Regions from separate parts of the Arachis hypogaea genome. Here region 2 is linked to region 1. A link is a contact called in public Hi-C data. All regions are on one chromosome and are shown on one strand. Each heading gives the region's core, a stretch centred on a gene start, on an enhancer-like site or on the middle of the called end of the contact. The rest is flanking DNA. Distances are from core to core; before and after follow the strand shown.

Region 1 (3,829 bases), core at 489-2,988:
GATAAAAAATAAGAGAAATAATAACAAGAATAGCAACTTTTTTATTGTATTCTCCATCGTTTCATTAGCACATAGCAATTCCGAATAGACAAAGGTGGGTTTTCAATGGAGAACATTCTGGGTCTCATCAAATTACGCATCAAAAGAGGCACTAACCTCAAACCTTGTGATAGTGATTCCAGTGACCCTTATGTCCTTGTCACCTTGGAGGAAACGGTTAGAACTTAGAACTTATTAGAACCCTTTTCTCTTTTATTTTTTTTTATTTCTAAAATATTTATTTTTTATGGCTGCATGCACCCCTGAACCTTGAGATCATATATTATCATCATGTGGATGTTGATTCTTGTTATTTATGTTATGTTATTCTAATTTTATCATTTTCTGTTTAAGAAGCCATATGTGGAAATGAGCATCTGGGTCTATTTAATGATGCTTTCTAATTCTATTTTAAGATGTGCATTCATATGATTATTTCTTTTCCTGTTTTCCATATATGTGCCTTTACACTTAATTTTTTTTTAAAAAAAGACATAAATAATATACCTTGTTGGCTTATGATGTTGTTTAAAGTGAGTTTGGTCTGAATATTTTAACTTGTTTTAATTACTGCAGAAACTGAAAACTCGTCATGAGAAAGATAGCTTGAATCCGGAGTGGAATGAAGAATTGACACTCTATATTAAGGATGTTAATATTCCCATTCATCTTGTAAGTATTATAACGATTTTTATCAATGGATTTACCTTTTGTAGAGTGATATATGCTCTTGGAAGCAATGCTAAAAGGGGGTGCTTGTTGTACAAAATGGTTGAATGTAGAAACAGAAACAGGGCAATTGTCTTGAAAAAAATTTGTCAGATTTCTCGTCCAACTAAAAAGAAAAGGCACTGAGTGTAGGAATGTAAAATTTTGCGTTTTGCCCTTAACCTTAAACATTTCTTACAGAGTTAACCAAATCTTAGTTTTTTATTTATTATATTTTATATCAATGGTTCAGATTTAGAACTTATAATTTAAAGTTTAGGGTTTAGAATACAGTTCAGAGAGCATTGCATTCCTTACTTTCTCTAAAACACATTAGCATTTGCCCTTAAATACTTGCCAAAATAACTTTGTTGATGGGTTTGAATTTTGTTGTTCTTTGAAGACGGTTTGTGACAAAGACACTTTCACGAAGGACGACAAGATGGGCGAAGCGGATATCGACTTGAAGCCATATCTTCTGTGTGTGAAGGTGGGATTAAGCGAGCTGCCAGAGGGCCATGTGGTGAAGAGGATTGAACCAAATGACTCTAACTGCCTTGCTGAAGAGAGCAAGATCATATGGACTAATGGGAAAGTAATCCAATATATGACCTTAAAATTGAGAAATGTTAACACTGGTGAGCTTCATGTGGAAATTGAGTGGCTTGATGTTCCTGAATCCAAGGGCTTATCTGGGGTTCCACTTTAGATCTGTTTTCATTTTCATTATCATTCCCTTGCTTTAGTAGTACTTGTGTTATGTATTTATCATGTTGTTATCACAAACTAAGATTTTGTTAACATATAACCCATCTTATTATGGAGTGAGAATTAGGATGAGTTGCTGAAATATCAAGTTTTGTTGGAATTTAACTATTTATGATCATAAGGATAATCTTCAAATATTTATATTCATGTCTTACAACATCTTCTAAGTTTATCCCCTTCCGTATTTCATAGTTTCATGAATTTATCAATTAGGTGATGTACTGTGTACCAGTTTGTATACTAATTTACAGTTCATCTAGGTATCAGAAATCAAAACACCATGGATATACTTTTCACATAATATCAGAAGTCATATATTGTGTTCCATGTAACTATATAACTATACTAGAATTATCTTCGTTCTTATTTAGCTATTACCCAAATTATCATTTTCATTTTGTGATGTCGAATCATTTTTTTTCCCTAAAAAAAAATATATATTTATATATTAACTTTAAATAATCGGTTCTTGAATCCAGGGTTTATGTTCAAACCCCAGTAAAGAGAAGACTTTAGAAGCTGCCAGCAGATATGCTGATAATGAGTAGTTGTTTTGGTTCTTCAACTGACACTAGCCACAAAACATGGTCAATTCTCTTTGATCAAACCCAAACAAGTAATGACAAAGAAAAATATAAATCTCTTACCACGTTTAATTTAGATAGATAAGCAATATGAAAGAATATGCCAGAGGTTCTCATTTTGGCTCTGAAAATATCATAATTGGAATATAGACAAAAAAACCATAAACAAAAATCTTCTTTGGGTGGAGATATTTCTTTTGTTCTTTTTCATTTTTTGCATTTTCGTTCCTAAGATATGGATTTGTAAGGTTATGGTTTAATGCTTCTGAGTTTCCTTATCTTCACAAGACTTCAGTTTCATTCAAACAAAGAAAGAAGAGCGCCAAACAAAATTAAAAGCTACTAAAAACAATGGCTGCTGCTTCTACTTCTCCAAACTTCTCAACACCTTTGCATAATAACATTAACCTCAAAACATTCCCTAAATGTTTGAATACCAAACTTAGCTTCTCATCATTCTATGTGCCATACAACAAGTCCATTATTATTCGAGCAAAATCATTTGGCGCGACGAAATTCGACGAGGTTGTGGTTGATGAAGAGATGGACAAGATTAGGAGGCTTCAGAACGGCTCGGACGTCAGAGGGGTGGCGTTGGAGGGCGAGAAAGGAAGGCCGGTCGACCTTACTCCCCCCGCCGTGGAGGCAATAGTAGAGAGTTTTGGAGAGTGGGTTATACGTGGTTTGGAGAGTGAAAAAAGACACCCTGTGGAGAATGTGAGGGTCTCACTAGGCCGTGATCCTCGAATCTCCGGCACTAAGCTCAGCACGGCGGTGTTTGCTGGCCTTGCTCGCGCCGGTTGCATGGTCTATGACATGGGACTAGCCACAACACCGGCTTGTTTCATGAGTACATTGTTGCCACCATTTATGTATGATGCCTCAATAATGGTATGCCACATATAATTTTGTTGATTCTTCTTGCTACCATTTCTTTGCTGATTCTTGATTAATTATCAATCTATATCTATATATAAATTGTATTACAATATATTTCTATCAATATAAAAGGTTGAAAATAGAATATATCAGTGAACAAAGTATTATATTGCTTGCTATGTTAACATGAATAAGAATTTAATTTTGATACACTGTTTGTTAGTGTAAAATAGTTTATATTAACAAAAATAATTATATATTAAAAGAACAAATATGATTAAACGATTGTATAAAATATTTTATATTTTCAGTCCATCAAAATTAAAATTATGGGTATAATTTTTTTCCACAGATGACAGCATCTCACTTACCTTACACAAGAAATGGTCTCAAGTTCTTTACAAAGAGAGGGGGATTGACTTCACAACAGGTAGAAGAGATATGTGATAAAGCTGCTCATAAATATGCAAATAGGTTGGCCAAAGTATCTACCTTGCTCAACGTTCTTCCAACTAAGGTTGACTTCATGAGCACTTATGCAAAGCATCTAAGAGAAATCATCAAGGAGAGGGTCAACCATCCTTTGCATTATGACACTCCACTCCAGGGATTTCAGGTTAACTTCACTAACATGGATCTTTTTTCTGTATTTACACTCTGCTATTTTGCAATCTGATTCTTCGCTCTTGACACATGTCATTATAGCACATCGAATTTCGGTACATATTACATCAAGAAATACAATGCTTTTTAACAAACAAATATTTTTTTAAAAAAGCTTAATGATCAATAATTATAATTTATATTTGCCATTACTTTTACTAGCAGCCCAACACTTTTTGTTCAGCACG
Region 2 (4,143 bases), core at 632-3,131, 410 kb after region 1:
TTCAGTGTTGGATGCCTTTCCAAAAAAGATAGAATGAAGTGAATCACTTTTTCAACAAAACTGGGTAATTAATATATATTATTTTAATTTTTTAATATTATTATAATTACTTTACAAACAATCAATCTTATCTTATCTTATGATATTTACTTTAAATTTTGCAGTGTCAAATTTATATTTGGCTTAAACGCACTTATTGGCAAGAAAAATTCTAAGGAGGACCAATTAAACTGGAAAGGAGATTGGAATCCAAACAATGCCATAAGTCTCATGAAGTACACTGTCTCAAAAGGATACAATATAGATTCATATGAATTAGGTACCAAATTAAATTAAAACACTTTAATTTTTTAATTAACTATTTAATTTTCACCCATAATTTTTTATAAATTTAATATTTTGTGTTAATTAATCATATAGGAAACGAGCTATGCTCCGAAGGAGTATCAGCAAGAGTAGATAGTGTTCAATATGTAAAAGATATCACAAAACTAAGGCACATAGTTTAGAGAACTATCATACTCCACCATGAAAGTATACTCACTTGGAATTAGACCACTCCAAGCATTTCACCTTGGTACAGATCGAAACCTTGCTGAAAATTCATGGTGCAACTTCCAAATTGGCTTTTCCTAGAAGTTCTTCAGCCTAACTCCGCCACACACCTTGCATCTCAACGCCAACCAATGCCCGTGTGCAATTGTGGACCCGATTGCCACAACTTATCCTTATCCATGGCAGTGCGGCAATACCATGAGGATACTTCTTGTCTTCTAGAGAACATCATCTTCTCTCATAGAGAGAGCAACCAGAGATCTTTTCCTTCAACGTCTTGTGCAAACCTGATTGTATCAACACATCCTTGACTTGTATTTGCCACAAGCCAAAATTGATTCTTCCATCAAATTTCTCTATTTCAAGCTTCACAGCACTTGAATATCCTGACATTGTTGCAATCGTATACTGGAATAGTATAATTCAACTGTAGACCGTGCACTAGGAAGGGTCCCCAGGAAAGAGAGGTAGGTCACAATAGACACACTTAAATACCAAGTCTTTCCTTAGCCAGAACCTTTCCAAACTGCACTCTCACAGTGTCACACTGCCTTCCAGCAACAACAACAGCAACCAAAGATCAACCTCAAGGCACAGGACAAAATTCTTTTCTGATGTGGAAGGTCAGACTAGGCTGCAACCATGAAGTCTCCCGGGTTGTCGAGAGCTCCTCACAGTTGACCAACAAAGTGGTATCAGAGCCGATGGTTAATCGGTCTAGTGGTTTTAAGGGATATTCAAGGTGAAGCATCGAAAGTCTTCCCGGCAAAGGTGGTTCGGGCGGCGTGTCCCGCGGTGTTTTGCGGTGGTGTGATGGACGAATACTCGTGGTGGTGGAGAAGTTAGAGGGGAGTTGATGCTTGATGTGGAGGCTCACACTTGAGGGGGAGATTGTTAGTGTTGCAAGTGTGAGGAGTGTCGAAGTTAGTCCCACATCAAAGAAAGCAAGAAAGAGTGATGAGTTTATAAGATGAGAGACCCATTTACTTGACACCTTAAGGTTTTGAGTTGGATGTGGTGTCTTCTCATCTTATGTTCTCTCACTTGATTCCTCCACGTTCGGCCCAACATTATTAACGGAGTTACACATCACATTTATAATCTTGGTGCTGGTTTTTGTTGCTTGATTAATTTGTTTAATTCTCATAATATAATTGTATTATAAATTATATTATATAGGTGTTGATAAGGATCTTATTAGCAAGGTTCAAGACCCATATTTTTTGAGCAAAATTGCACAAACTTTTAAGGATGTTTCAACGGCAGTGAAGAAATTCACACCATGAGCTGGAACATGGGTTGGGGAATTTAGTGGAGCTTATAATAATGGAGGCAAAGATGTATCCCATACTTTTGTTAATGGCTTTTGGTACATTTTCTTTTTAATTGAATTTCAGCTCTCTAATTTCTTTTATATATTTTTCCTAATAATTTTTTTAATTCATAATAACTATAGGTATTTGGACCAATTGGGTATGACATCAACCTTCAACCACAAAGTTTATTGTAGACAAGCTTTGATCGGAGGAAATTATGCTTTGCTAAATACCACATCATTCATTCCTAATACAGATTATTATGGGTATGTCACATATATTCATTTATATTTATATAAGTAGTTAAATTAAATGTGATTTTTGAATGAATAACAATTTTATTTTCTTTGAACAGAGCACTTTTGTGGCATCGACTTATGGGAACCAATGTGCTCTCTATTTCTCATGATAGTTCTCCATATCTATGTACATATGCTCATTGTTCTAAAGAAGGGGTAAGCTAGTAATTTTATTTATATATTTATTTATTTATTATTTTAAGATAATTTTTTATAAGTTATAACATATTGTCGATCTAATTATTATTTTAGAGTGGAATCACATTGCTACTAATAAATATGGAGAATTCAACATCCTTTGATGTGTCACTTGTGAATGACATGAATCTTTATCCATAGGAATTGACATCAAAAGAAATAAACACATTGAATTTGATGGATTCATTGAAAAGAAAAGAGTACCATTTGACACCTAAAGATGGAAACATTCAAAGTGATGTTGTGTTTTTGAATGGAACTCCATTAAAACTCACCAAGTCAAAGAAAATTCCAGAGCTTAAACCAAAGATTGTTGATCCTTCTTCTTTTTCTCCGATCAAAGTTGCACCTCATTCAATAGTTTTTGTGCAAATGGATGATTTCAATGCACTTGCATGTGCACCTCCTACAAAATAAATTATTATTAGGGTTCTCTAATGTTTCTTTTTTATTTTTCTTATAGAACTTAGAATTATTAAAACAGATAGAGCATAGGCATATATATTTATTTGACTGGAAATAGTTTATGATTAATTTTTTTTAATTTTTTTTATTTTCAATTAGTTATATATATTTATTTATATATATTTCTTTATTATTGATGATTTTAACAATATTCATATTATTTACATGATTGAAAACCAATTGATTAATAGCCACTATATATTCATATATAACAATTTAAATTCACAATTGAATATAATTTAAATTATTCATAGATAACTTCTTAATATTTGCTTTATAATAAAAAATATGGTATTATAATACTTGTGGTAAATTGTCAGCAAATTTCATTCTTAATAACGTTAACTAAGTTATTAGTAATAGAATTATCTTCTTGAGCTGTTTTAAGTTTTTAACTTTTTTATTGTAATTAAATATTTTTTTCTTCGTAAAGAAAATCTCGATAAGTTAAATACGAAAATTTTATGATTGATGCAAATTTTAATAAAGGTTTACTTCATTTACAAGTTACTGAACAATTGAATGTTTATACTATAGCAATTGGTTGATTTCCTCATTAAATTAGTATAAAATTACTTTTTTCAATTAGCAAATTAAAAAGGAAATTTTGGTACAGGAAATAAAATCCAGAGAAAAAATTGGTGAAATAGAAGGTGTGCTAAAAGACATAATCCAAATACTTGATGGATGACCTGGACACCGAGAGAAGAAGGGGCTCACGGCTTAGCAAACCTACAGCTTAGATAGGAATTGGATGAAATTCCCTCCTGAAGAATGAAAAAAAAAAAGAATTCGAGGATAGATTTCAGAGAGCAAGTCATCTTCTGGGTTTAGGTGCGGCACTGGTCATGGATCCAACTCTGCTTCTGGTTGGGCTGCCCAGCCCCGAAACTGTCCAAAAACAGAAAGAAAAATAAAAAAAAATACCAATTCCACATCCGTTGAACTATCCACTTGTTGGACCTAGATATTTGTGTTTCATAATATTAAATATAATTAAAATAATAGGTTTAGCTATTCAATAAAATTACTAATTAAATTCTTTTTATAAAAAAATATAAAATTTACATTGTTAATACAATAGTTGTATATTGACTATAGTTATATTGATTTGACTGTTGCCAAAAATCATAAACTTCTTGTATTTACCAAAAAGAAGGAATTGTGCATGTTAAGAGAAGAAATTAAGAGTCTTTAACATAAACTTTTACTAATTTACAAGATAATTGTCACACAAATCTTTGTTTATTAATTTATTTTAAGTATTATATTTTCATGCACACCTCAAATTATTAGTTTTTTCAACAATA

What was found. A called contact is a pair of places that touch in the nucleus more often than the background predicts.
Region 2: a Hi-C map of leaf shows a contact between it and region 1, with 4 times the contacts expected there. The contact joins the promoter of LOC112794829 here to the promoter of LOC112796705 in region 1. A contact is called at or near these places in 2 of 8 Hi-C or Micro-C datasets (leaf and an unstated tissue).

The regions. Positions count from the first base shown.
Region 1 is chr4:38,817,034-38,820,862 of arahy.Tifrunner.gnm2.J5K5, forward strand. It overlaps LOC112796705, which reads left to right and starts at 1,739. Exons shown (of 7, transcript XM_025839285.2): 1 at 1,739-2,990; 2 at 3,331-3,594. The coding sequence starts at 2,451. LOC112796704 (protein C2-DOMAIN ABA-RELATED 7) reads left to right here. Exons shown (of 3, transcript XM_025839284.3): 1 at 1-216; 2 at 616-711; 3 at 1,151-1,597. The coding sequence starts at 106. The coding sequence ends at 1,456.
Region 2 is chr4:39,227,467-39,231,609 of arahy.Tifrunner.gnm2.J5K5, forward strand. It overlaps LOC112794829 (heparanase-like protein 1), which reads left to right and starts at 1,882. Exons shown (of 4, transcript XM_072234400.1): 1 at 1,882-1,895; 2 at 2,012-2,137; 3 at 2,227-2,326; 4 at 2,510-2,785. The coding sequence starts at 1,882. The coding sequence ends at 2,785.